Linked DNA regions of Sus scrofa: regions 2 and 3 are each linked to region 1. A link is a contact called in public Hi-C and promoter capture Hi-C data. All regions are on one chromosome and are shown on one strand. Each heading gives the region's core, a stretch centred on a gene start, on an enhancer-like site or on the middle of the called end of the contact. The rest is flanking DNA. Distances are from core to core; before and after follow the strand shown. Region 1 holds the start of SARAF (store-operated calcium entry-associated regulatory factor). Region 2 holds the start of DUSP4 (dual specificity protein phosphatase 4). Region 3 holds the start of UBXN8 (UBX domain protein 8).

Evidence for each region. Promoter capture Hi-C pulls out the DNA fragments that hold promoters and counts their contacts. Hi-C and Micro-C count contacts between places; a contact is called where the count stands out from the background.
Region 2: a contact with region 1 is called in a Hi-C map of liver, with 4 times the contacts expected there. The contact joins the promoter of DUSP4 here to the promoter of SARAF in region 1. A contact is called at or near these places in 1 of 5 promoter capture datasets (fetal liver), 2 of 47 Hi-C or Micro-C datasets (alveolar macrophages and liver) and 1 of 2 datasets of contacts at active chromatin or transcription factors (alveolar macrophages).
Region 3: a promoter capture Hi-C map of fetal liver shows a contact between it and region 1, with 2.2 times the contacts expected there. The contact joins the promoter of UBXN8 here to the promoter of SARAF in region 1. A contact is called at or near these places in 2 of 5 promoter capture datasets (fetal liver and liver), 2 of 47 Hi-C or Micro-C datasets (heart right ventricle and liver) and 1 of 2 datasets of contacts at active chromatin or transcription factors (alveolar macrophages).

What each region holds. Positions count from the first base shown.
Region 1 is chr15:54,932,360-54,936,449 of Sscrofa11.1, forward strand. SARAF (store-operated calcium entry-associated regulatory factor) reads left to right here and starts at 1,631. Exons shown (of 6, transcript XM_001924775.4): 1 at 1,631-1,966. The coding sequence starts at 1,864.
Region 2 is chr15:55,488,553-55,492,534 of Sscrofa11.1, forward strand. It overlaps DUSP4 (dual specificity protein phosphatase 4), which reads left to right and starts at 2,532. Exons shown (of 4, transcript XM_003133392.4): 1 at 2,532-3,405. The coding sequence starts at 2,973.
Region 3 is chr15:54,365,025-54,369,263 of Sscrofa11.1, forward strand. UBXN8 (UBX domain protein 8) reads right to left here and starts at 2,586. Exons shown (of 8, transcript NM_001244745.1): 1 at 2,485-2,586; 2 at 765-887. The coding sequence starts at 2,572.

The DNA.
Region 1 (4,090 bases), core at 381-2,880:
TGTCAGGAATTTTTCTTCATTAGTTTTCCAAGTGAATCTAAGCATTAATGTTACATCCTTTGAATGTTCTCTAAATATTCTTATATAATAGTTAATCAGTGTTACCTTTCAAAGTTTCAAAACTTTTCTTTCAGATGGCTTATCTTCCCACCTCAATTTGCAAAGATAGGATGAGGGTGAGAGGAAGAGAGCTATTGTTTATTGAGCAGCTGCTATAAACATTTATCTGATTTAATACTCTCCACAGTTTTGTAAAGCTGTAATCCCCCCCCCCCCCCCCCCACGCACCAGCCGCACCCATGGCATACAGAAGTTCCTGGGCCGGAGATTGAATCCAAGCTGCAATTGTGACCTATGCTTATGCCTCAGCTGCAGCAATGCCGGATCCTATGTATTGTATCTCTTCCTGTAGCACTAAATACTATTTTTATTTTGATAACAACTGCATAGTTTACCTTACCTTGAAGTCCAGACTTGTATATCCAAGTGTCTATTTGACATCTGCTTGGGTCTTGACAGTTACCTTGAACCTGACATGTGGTTATCTTTATTTCAGTCCCACTCCAAGCCACCACTGTTACGCCTTCTCTTGTTCCACGTTTCTCCAAGTTTACTTTGCCTCAGTTGTACTGGCTTTGTTTGCCTCTTCCAACCACTACATTTTGTTTCATTCATTGCAGAATCTCCAGTGCCTAGAACAGTGCCTGCAGGTACTGTTAGGTAGTGGTAGGTACTAAATATATTAAGATACTCATCAAATTAGTGAACGGTGTTCCTCAAAACACAAAGCTAGGGCTTTTGCATCCACTGTTCCTCAGGTGGAGAAACCTCTTCCCCTGATCTGTATATTCTCCCATCATTCAGGTCTCAAAGCTTCAAAATCACTTCCTCAGCAAGGTCCTCCCTGATTGTCTCCCAGTCTCTTTGTATCATCTTATTTTATTTCCATCAGTGCACTTATCACTTCATCTTCATTTACTAACTTAGTATGTAATTTGTTTGTCCTATTTCTCCTCAATGTAAGCTCCATGAGTTCAAGGATGGTGTCGCCTCCAGCCTAAAATAGCACCTGACACATACTAGGCATTCATCCTGTATTTGTTGAAGTAATGAATGAAGGAATTCTCCCCCAGACATGTCAGACCTCAAAGATAATTCTTACGCATTCTTAGAACAGTTTTGTCTGGCTGGTTCTTTCTTTAGGTGTTAGTTTTTACTCCTCATATCTTGTAAATTCCCACTGCCTCCACGTTGGAGGAAATGTATAAAAGTTCTGAGCTTCTGAAACTAGACAATATATTTCCACGCTCTCTCTCTTTAAATCTCCTATGTATTTAGCAAACTAATAGAACACGAATTATGCTAAGTGCTGAAGCCATAAAGTTGATTAAGGCACAGTAACTTTCCTCTGGAAGGTTATTGAGGTTTTGTAAATACATCACTTAACTACATTAGCTTTTGCTTTGCGATGGTTTCACTCTCTTCAACCACAGCACCTTCACCGTGAATCCGCAGGAGGCCGGCCCGCGGCCCCGCCCCCAGGCCCTGCTTCTCGCCCTTGGCTCCGCCCTTAACGCGGCCCGCCCCGCCCCCACCACCACCCTGCCCCCACCACCGCCCTCAGCGGCTCTGAGCCCCTGGGGCGGGGCCAAGCTTCGACCATTCCTGTTCCCCCACGCGCCTCAGCGGCAGTGACGTTAGACAGGCGCACCGACCTTCCTTGAGGCTGCGGGTCTACGGAGAGATCGTCTTCTCTCCGCGGCCCGAGCTGCAGTTTCGTTGCGTAGGGCCTCGCGGATTTCCGCAGCCTGGTGTTCTGGCCCGCGAGCACCCCGCAGCTGCGCGCCATCTTCACCAAGCGCCATGGCGGCGGCCGGCGGGCCGAAAGCGACCAGATGCTGCCCTTTCTTCGGTCTCCTTTTGCTTCTGCTGATCGCGGGCCCTACCCGGGGCTGGAACGACCCTGGTGAGTGCTGCCCTCACTCCCTCCTCTTGCTCTCTTCGGCAGGCGCTGAGAGGACCCCGGCTGGGGACCATATCCCTTCTACCCTATTTGCTCATTTCCATCCTCTTCGCTGTTCATCTCTGTCCTGCCTGGATCTTTTGCTCTTCCCAGACAAGTGTAGACTGTTGGGGAGTGGGCGGGGCGGGGCGGGGCGGGACGATCTAATGTAATTAATGTTCCCATCTCCCTTCCCTGGATTCCTAGAATTTGCCCACCTTTTCCTTCCTCGGGCTACACCCCTCATCCCCTGAGTCTGGCTGGAAATCTCGTCCCTCACCTGCGCCTCTTGTTTTGTTGTCAAGAGTGTCTGATGTCATGGCTGTTCTCTTGGCTGCCTGTTGCTACACCTGAGAGTTGCCATGGCACCGGCAATCTCTGAGTCACACTTAGTGAACAGGGCTGCAAACCTTGGAAGTCGGTTAGCAGAATCATAAACTGTACTGTTTACCTGAGCACAAGTTGTGCTGTTTATTCTATTACAGCAAAGTACATTGCGTTACACCAGCTTTTCCCATTGAATTAAAAAAAAATTTTGTGTGTGTGATGGTACACGGTAAGTGATTTCTAGGGAAAAGTTTCTTTTATATCACTATGTTATTAGACTTGTCTAACAAATTTTTATGGGATCGATAGTATTCCGTGTAATTAATATTGTGTGTGTATGTATGTACACATAATACAGATTTCCATTTAATAAATGATGTATGCTTTAAATAGGAGTGATGTAAAAAAATGACTTAAACTATGAAAACATCATTTTTGGTTTGGAAAGGAAAGATGTTGAGGTATGGAATGTGTACTAATGTTGCAATCATGACTTGGTGAGAGGAAATGCCTGTGTTTTTGAACTTAACAGATTTTTCTGTAGTTTCTTATTTTATTCTTAAATGTTAAAATGAGAGAGAAGGCACTATTTGTAAGTACTTGACTTTGAGTACTCCTTTGATGTGGATGTTTTATTACTAATAAATGAAAAGTCAAGTTGGATTTAAATGATGTCGGTATAATTTTCCTAATGTATTCCTAGAAAGTTTCATGTAAATAGGACTTTGATCAGAATTATAGTTTAGAAACTAGATTAAAACATTAAGTAGTTGAACCCTCAATCAGTTCTTTTCTTTCTTTCTTTCTTTTTTTTTATTTTTTTTTTTTTAGGGCTGCACCTGCAGCATTTGCAAGTTCCTGGGCTACAGGTCATTTGGAGCTGCAGCTGTTGGCCTATGCCACAATCACAGCAACTCAGTTGCCTATGCCACAACCGCAATTGAGCCACATCTACCACCTACGCTGCAGCTTGCAGCAATGCCAGCCAGATCTTTAACCCATTGAGTGAGGCCAGGGATCAAACCACATCCTCATGGATACTAGTTGGGTTCTTAACTGGATGAGCCACAGTGGGAACTCCCTCAATCAGTTCTTAAATAAAAAAAGGAAATTTATAGATGAAGAGTCAGGGGAATAATAAAAAAAAAAAGGAACCATATTTAAATTAATGGTGAACCATTTCCTGGTAGTTCTTAGTCTACCTACACTATAAAACTACTCTTCTGGAACAAAAGGCACCAAAATATTTTGCAGTGTAAACTCAATTAGTTTTTATAAATTCTACTCCACCTTAAATTTCTTTTGAGGAACTATATCATGAAGGCATTCTAATATGTTTCTTGAAAATTTAGATCTTTGGCCCATGTGGAATTAAGTTTTTATATAGCTTTAGGTGGATTTTCCTTTAGCTATTTACTCAGTTATGCCCAAACCATTTATTGAAGAAGACTTCCTTTCCCACTAAATTAAAAAGCCCACTATATCTTTTTTTTTTTTTTTTTTTTTGTCTTTCTGTCTTTTCTAGGGCCGCACCCTCGGCATGTGGAGGTTCCCGGGCTAGAGGTCTAATCGGAGCTGTAACCACCTGCCTACGGCAGAGCCACAGCAACGCCAGATCCGAGCAGCGTCTGCAGTCTACACCACAGTTCAGGGCAACGCCGGATCCTTAACTCACTGAGCGAGACCAGGGATCGAACCCGCAACCTCATGGTTCCTAGTCAGATTCGTTAACCACTGAGCCATTACGGGAACTCTAGAAAG
Region 2 (3,982 bases), core at 1,282-3,781, 560 kb after region 1:
GTGGAGGCGCCCCAGGCACAGGGGAGACAAAGGCTAGCGGAGCGCGGCAGAGGCGGCTCAGGAAAGGCTCCTGCTCCTGCGACACGTGCGGAGTTGGCCCGAACCTGCCTCCAACTGAGAAGCTCAAGAATGTCCAGTCCAAGCCCTTGTAAAGGCATCGGCGTTTTTCTGGAAGCGGGCCTGGCAACGACCTGATTCCGAGGCTGCCGGGAGAGCGACCGGGAAAAGCCGAGGACGGGCCGGACGTGGGGACTCCTTGAAAAGGGCGCGCCCCTGGTGTACCAGGGAGAGCGAATTTACGCGGAGCCTCACAACCGTGTCTGCACGTGAGAAGCGGGACAGAGGCCCTTGTTGCCCTCGGAGGGAGTACAGACCCTTCCCCGCGAGCCTTTGACCATTGACCTCCCGTCTGCACTGCCCGCGGCCTCGGTCTGTCTGCGGTGGTGACTGTCCTCTAGGCCCTAGGAGACAAGAGTGAGCAGAATGTCAGGGGTACCCAGAAGTCAGTGGTGAAAATAAATATCTTAATGTAGTGTTTATTTTTTAAAGTTTTATTGCAGTGTAGTTGATTTATAAGGTTGTGATAATTTCTGCTGTACAACAAAGTGATTCAGCCATACTCATTCACATATCCATTCTCTTTCAGATTCTTCTCCCACACAGGTTACCATAGAATACTGGGTAGGGTTCTCTGTGCTATACAGCAGGTCCGGTTAGCCCATCATTCCATAAACCTCAGTGTGCATACGCCAGTCCCAAGCCTCCAGTCCAAATGTAGTGCTTTTTAAAAAAAACATTCGAAATTAGTGCCCCCTCCCCCCTATATGTGATGAACAAAATAGTAAATTCTACATAGATCAGTACATGGCGGAGGCATTTCGGAGCCTGGGGTAAAAGGATTCCTCACGGGTGAGCTGCACCCCTCACAGCGCACTAAGCTTGGGCCTGGTGTCTGGATCCCCAGCGCAGTGGGAGGTCGTAGGCCTTGGAAGTAGAGGCCGCCGCCGAGGCCGCCCTGCGGAGCGGAGGGGTGGCCCTGGGGGCCGGAGGTGACAGGTCCAGAGAGCCGCCCGGCGGGGAACAAAGGCAGAGCGGAAGGCCGAGTCCGGGGAGGGAGAAACCCCGCGGGTTCGGCGGCCCTGGCTGCCTCGGTCGACCAGAAGAGGAAGACTCGACCCCTTTGTCCCCGAGGCCTCCAGCGAGTCCTAGAATTCCCTGCTTGGTGGTTAATTCTCACTAACAAGACTTGGCAAGATGTCGGGCGAATAATTTTTGCCTTGTGTTGTGTCCTCACTGCGGCGACCAAACACCCCTCTGCCAAAAGCGGCCTCCGGGAAATTAAATGCATAAGTAAAAGCGGGGGAGCGAGAAAAATGCGACATGACCTGGAAAGAAGGATGCAAAAGAAAAAAAGAAGAAAAAAAAACTGACTCGGCCCTGGAGCGTGTTAAATTCTTTACGTGTCATTTTCTCTGGGTCTTCGCACCAGATGTGGACCCTAAGTGTCATTTCCTGAGAAGACAATCACACGTGTACAAGGTGGGGTGAGGATTTTTCCAAAAGCCAAAAACATCTCCCTCCACCCCCACCCCCACAGGGTTAAATAAACCTCTTTAGGAAGCGTGGAAGGGAGTGGCACTCCCGCCTTCCTCCTTGGGAACAACATTCCGGATTCAATTAATGCCTCCCTCCGGATCGTAAAGCAACAAACTCAACACCTCACTTCTATTACTGGCCTTCGGGCCGGGAAGGCTTTCTCTTTCATCTTCTGAGTTTGGGGTTGCCCACGTTTCTCGGGAAGCTGTAAAGCTGATTTAATGGCTTAAGATGAAAATCGATCAGGCTGAGGCAGAAGCTAAAGTCTGAGGAATCACAATTGAAAAAACGTCTGGCCGGTCGAACGCACTTCGTAAACATGGGGCGAGGAGAGGCAGGCCGGGCCGGCTGGACGTTGGTGCAGCGTTCTTCTGTCCACTTGGGTAGGTGGGGGACACCTGCGAGGCTGCTTGGGGGGGCAGCACGGAGGTAAAGAGGGATGAAACCTCAAGACCGAGCCCAAGCCTCCGCTAGGCGGGCTTCTGGGCTGGCGATTTCTTTCTGCCGATAGCCGCTACCGCCGCAGCGGGGTGGGGTGGCCGTACCGCGACTCGGGTCAGGCTGTACGCGCGCTGCGGAGGCCGGGGAAAGGCGCCGCGGCGCTCCATTCACAAAGTCCAAGCTCTGCAGCTCGCTAGCGGGTCGGAGGCCTCCTCCCTCTTCCTCTAGGTCTAGGTTTTATGAATGGGCCTGGCGGCGAGCTCAGCGCTCCCTGTTTACTCCGCTCTTTGTGACGTCTCTTCCCCGTGACTGGGCGCAAGCTGCCGACACTCCATTCACGCGCTGGGGCGGGCAGAGAGGGAGGGGCCAGCCGGGAGGGGGGGAACTGGAGGGGGCGGGCAGCTAGGGCTAGGGGCGGGGTAGGGCTCTGGGCCCAGAATGGAAAGAGGCGGGGCCTCCCGAGGTAGTAATGAATCTGCCCCCTCCCGGGGGAGAGCAGAGGAGCCTTAATAAATCTATAAGCCGAGGAGAGGAAACTCTGGCTGGGGCAGAACGCTGAGCTCCGGCTGCTGTGGGGGAACGGCGAGCAGAACGGCAGGCGGCAGGAGCAGCACAGCAGGCAAAATACAATAGAGGAGACTACAGAAGAGAGCCCTTGGCCCTCTCTCGTAAACACACTCCCCTCCATCGCTACCTTTCCCTGGGCACCGTGCTGCCTGGCGCCCGAGGCCGCTCGGACTGCTATGTAACCGCGAGGCTGCAGGAGGAAGGGGACCGGGGAGAAGAGGTTCGCCCGTGGGAGCCTCAGGGGGCCAAGTTTGAAGCCACTTCTGCTCGCGCCTTCCCTTAGCCCCAGCCTGCCCCTTCCTGCAGCCCAGCTGGCCCAGGCGTCCTTCGCCTCCTCTTGTGCTCAGCAGCCGAGATTGCCGGCGACTATGGTGACCGTAGAGGAGCTGCGGGAGATGGACTGCAGCGTGCTCAAAAGGCTGATGAACCGGGATGAGAACGGCGGTGGCGCAGCCGGCAGCGGCAGCCACGGCGCTCTGGGGCTGCTGAGCGGCAGCAAGTGCCTGCTGCTGGACTGCAGACCATTCTTAGCGCACAGCGCTGGTTACATCCGAGGCTCGGTCAACGTGCGCTGCAACACCATCGTGCGGCGGCGGGCCAAGGGCTCGGTAAGCCTGGAGCAGATCCTGCCCGCGGAGGAGGAGGTCCGCGCCCGCCTGCGCTCCGGCCTCTACTCCGCGGTCATCGTCTACGACGAGCGCAGCCCGCGCGCCGAGAGCCTCCGCGAAGACAGCACGGTGTCTCTGGTGGTTCAGGCGCTGCGCCGCAACGCAGAGCGCACCGATATCTGCCTGCTCAAAGGTAAACGCGGGCGCTGGGCGCGAGCTGGAGGGTCAGTGCGGCTGAACAGTCCGTGCGGCTGGACTCGGCCTCCTGCGCCTTAGTGGGCAGAAGTGCCCAGAGGGAGTCGCAGCTGCGGGATGGGATCCCCGCGCACTCCTTTGTGCGTATTGGTGTCTGCACGAGTGTGCAAGGATTCTGTGCGTTTGTGTGCCAGCGCGAGTTCCTGAAGTCCTCCGAGGCGATGGGGCGCAATGCCTCCGTCACCTGCAATTCCGAACCCTTTCGGGCGTTTCTGAGTTTGTTTACTTCGACTAACGGTCTGGCCTTGCGAGTGAGGCTATCCAGCTGCGTTGCCCACCTTCGAATCCAGGGAAGTGCTCCCAAGTGCCACCGTGCGGGGATGGAGGACAGATTAGGCCTGTTGATTTGGAGTGCCGGGGCCCTGCGCTGAGTCCAACCCGAGATCCCAAGAGGTGGGGAAAGCGGTGAAGGAGGGTGAACACCGGAGTGGAATCGGCCCTGCGGGTCCTGCTGGAAACCAGCCCTTAATAAGTGCAGTAACAAGGCTGGGGTTATGGGCATGGTGTAGAGCGAT
Region 3 (4,239 bases), core at 1,336-3,835, 570 kb before region 1:
GAATGCTTAACTATATATTAAGTGTGAAAATAAAAACTACCAGAATGTAATAAAAAATAAATTATCTTTAACTCTTTTTTTTTTCCTGGTGTGCCAGCAGCATATGGAAGATCCTGGACCAGGGATCAAACCTGCACCACAGCAGTGGCCTGATCCTTAACCCACTACACTACAAAAGTACTCCAAATTTTCTTTAACTCTTAACAGTAGATACATTTACCATCTGTCGAATAGTTTATAAGCTCTAAGTACCAAATAGCAGTTAGTGCTCCATTAACACAGAGGCAATTTAAAATTAGAGAATTTGGAGTTCCTGCTGTGGTGCAATGGGGTCAGCAGTGTCTCTGCAGCACCAAGTCTCGGGTTTGATCCCTGGCCGGCATAGTGGGTTCAAGGATCTGGCATTGCCTCATCTGCAGTATAGATTGCAACTGTGGCCTAGACCTGATCCCTGGCCCAGGAACTCCATGTGCCTCGGGGTGGCCAAAAAAAGAAAACAAAAACAAAAACAAACAAGAGAATTTGCAGAATATCAGTTAGAAATGATAGTTTCAAATGTATATATAATAAAAATGTACAATTTCTCATAATATTGCAATTTATAGCCCATTTGAAATCGTAACTAAAGTAATGACTACTATCCTTGAAATTACACAGCAAAAAGTAATGGTAAAATAGTTCTCATTTTGCCAAGTTCTAGAATAAATAAAGGAAAGAAATTTCAGTAGAAAACTCTAAAAGAGTAGCATAAACTATAAACTTACCTTTCAGATAAACTTGGGTAGATTTAAACGAGTTAATCCATGAGGTAGCCACCGAAATAATTAATGTAAGAAGAGCAAGCAGTAAGAAAATCCGGCCACATAGCAAAATAAGATCTTTGATTCCTTAACAAGGTTAAAAAAATTACAATTAAAATTTAAAACAATTTTTCTTGGAACTAATAATAAGTACTAATATATTAGCAGATTATTTGTACCAGAACAATATAATAATAAAAGTTAAGGTATGCAACTGTCTTATAATATTTCATATAATTTTCCTGTGGTGCCAAAATTCATCACGACTGTCATTACCAGAACAAGTTTTCAAAAAATGATTCTAGAACATCTTTCAGGAATATAAGTGAATGGCTACATTATAAATATATGACTATCAATAATGCAGAAATCTTGGTTTTCCTTCTGCCCCAAGAAGGAAAGAAAATTATCCACATTAATTGGGAACTAAATCATGATGGTATGTATCATCTTATCAAATTCTATTTAAAATCAGTCACTCCCACTGAACACAAATTCTTATTTCTCACAGTTAAGTTATGCAACTGTGTACTTCTCTAGTTCTCAATGTTTATTCTGTCATTTGTAAATAAAATTACTATATACATATCTGCCCAAAAAAGGGAAAATTCAGTACTTGGTTTTGTATGATTTTGAGAGCCAAGATGAAAATTAATCAGCAAAAAATGTAACAAGTACCTACTGTGTGTAATACAATTTGTTAATGATGAGGGATCCTGGATAAGAAGTTGGAATAAAAATGGTTTCTATCCTCTAGGAATTTTTAGTTTTATTTTATAATTCTCAAAAGACACCAGGTAGAGGTATGCCAACAGTTGCTGTACCTTCGATTTGACCCCTAGCCCAAGAACTTACTAAAGCCACAGGTGTAGCCCCAGAAAGGAAAAAAAGAAAAAAAAAAGGGGAGAGAGAAGAGAGACACCCTATAGTCAAATCTGCCAAGAACAACAGAAACCTAATTTGCCTCACTGCTTCCGCTATACCTTCCTTGCAAAACACTTGTCCACAAAGAATCCAGACTTTTTAAAACCTTAGGGAAGTCCCTTAACCTCCCTATATCTGTTTCCACTGTAAAATAGGTTAGAGCAGTGCGCATCCTCAAAGTTTGTAAACCAATTTAGAGGAGATAATAACCACGACTTAAGAGTCTAGTTTACAATAAGCGTTCAATGAATGCTATTATCATGCGCCACTCTCTCTACTAGTCTCTTTAATCCAGCCTCAAAGGTCTTCATCCTTTTCCTTCAAGTCACAATTCCTTTTGTCTGGAATGTCATCCCGCTCCCTCCACCTCCCGCCCTCGCTTTTCAAACGTGTGGCTCCTTATCATTTAAGTCTCTTAAATTCTTCAGAAGGCCTACATCAGCTTGTTTATTTCCTTTTGAGCACTCAACACAATGTGAAAGTCAAGTATATGCTTGCTCCTGTGCTTTCGGCCTCTGTCCCATTACCCGCAAAACTTCACCAGATCTGGAGGGGCACTTTTCCGCCAAGAGTTTGCCTCCCCAGGACGGCAAAAGTCTCGCTCCACCAGGAACCCCGCGGGGGAAGAGGAAGGCAGGCGCGGTGCAGCCTGGGCATCGTAGTCAAAGCCGCCCAGAGGAGACGCGGCCGGGAAATTGCACGTAGTGTTCGTGAGACTGTTACCAGGTGTGAACGCCAGGAGGCAAAAGCCAGCACTTACCTAGATCTGGGACCCCACGCCGGAGCTCCAGACACAAGAGGGGGAGAGCAGAGAGGAGGAAAATGCCAACCACCCCAAGAGAAACCATAGCGGCGGAAGCGCTGCTTCCTGGCGGAAGCTCCGCCCCTTCTGATTACGCCTCCCTTGGAAGGTGGAGTGGATCCTTTCTAAGGGAGGAATTCCAGGAAAGCGCTGGACCCTAAAGCTGTTTCGTTGGTGAGACTGAGATAAACCCAGGCTTTTGAACTCATAATCTGTAACCTGAAAACAAGTGTAGGTCACCTCCCGACGTCACGTGAGGTCCAGGGGAGACGGCCTCGCTGGCACCCGCCCAGCCAAGTCCTGTGAAAGCAAAACTTGGGCTCCTTCGAGGCGGGCAGCCCCTGCCCCTTCGGCTGTCAGACTGTAGAGATTGTAAGAAAGAACTCTAAAGAGTAAAATGAAACAGAGGAGAAAGGATAGGGGCAGCTGATACTACAAGGAGGCAGCCTGTGCCCTTGGCCTATGTCTGTAGTGGGTGATTGTGGACTTTTGAGTCAGAGCTGTTGAGCACCACTTTCTGCCGAAGAACCTTCCTTATCTTCCAAACGGTCCCCGGCACCTTCCTCGGTCTCTGGTTCCGACGGGAAGATGACTCAAAAGTGAGGCCTGGCACCTAATTATGGAGACCCGCTACCCCTTGCTCCGCTCCTTATCAGTTTTGCTAGCAGGTGTTACTGTTAATGACTTAACACGGCCTCCCAGTTCTGTGACCTCATTGCCATCCTATGACTCATCTCTTTGGCGTTTCTGCCAACCCCGATGCGTGTAAGCTACAGAGATCTCTTAAAAGATTTCGTGAGGGAGATTTCGCAGTGGTTAACGAATCCGACTAGGAACCATGAAGTTGCGGGTTCGGTCCCTGCCCTTGCTCAGTGGGTTAACGATCCCGCGTTGCCTTGAGCTGTGGTGTAGGTTGCAGACGCGGCTCGGATCCGCTCCGATTAGACCCCTAGCCTGGGAACCTCCATATGCTGCAGAAGCGGCCCAAAGAAATAGCAAAAAGACAAAAAAAAAAAGATTTCGTGGGAGTTGCCATCATAATCCGACTAGTATCTGGTTCTGATCCCTGGCCTCACTCAGTGGGTCAGGAATCCAGCCTTCCCTTGAGCTTTGGTGTAGGTCGCAGACCTGGCTGGGATCCTGCGTTGCTGTGGCTGTGGTGTAGGCCAGCAGCTGTAGCTCCAATTGGACCCCTAGCGTGGGAACTTCCATATGCCTGGGACGCAGCCCTAAAATAAAATAAAAGTTTTCGTGCTTTGAAAGTTGGTTTTGTGACCCTTCCATCAGTTCTGCCTCACCCTTCAGTTTAGTTCAGCTAACATTTATTTAGCTCCACAATTTGCCTGGCACTGTAGAACTCATAGAGACTCAAGTATGTGTAAGTTTTGTCCTTGAGAAACTCAGTTCGTGGGAAAGACAGCCCTGTAAAGAGAAAAATACAGCGCTTGTGTGCTGTGAGAGGTACACAGGGAGCTATGTACCCAAGTGAGGGCTTGGGGAAAGGCTTTCCCAAAGGAAATCGTGTCTAAATTATTTTGTAAAGGTTAGGAATTGGGGAAAAGGGCAAGAGATTTGAAGTTTGACAAACTATGAATGTAGAGGAACTACCAACAGTTAAAATATTGCAATTTCAACTTTGAATGGAAGAGTGTAGAAGTAGGTTGGAGCCAGGACCAAGGGAGCTTGGCTTGGTATATAGGCTAAGAACGTTAT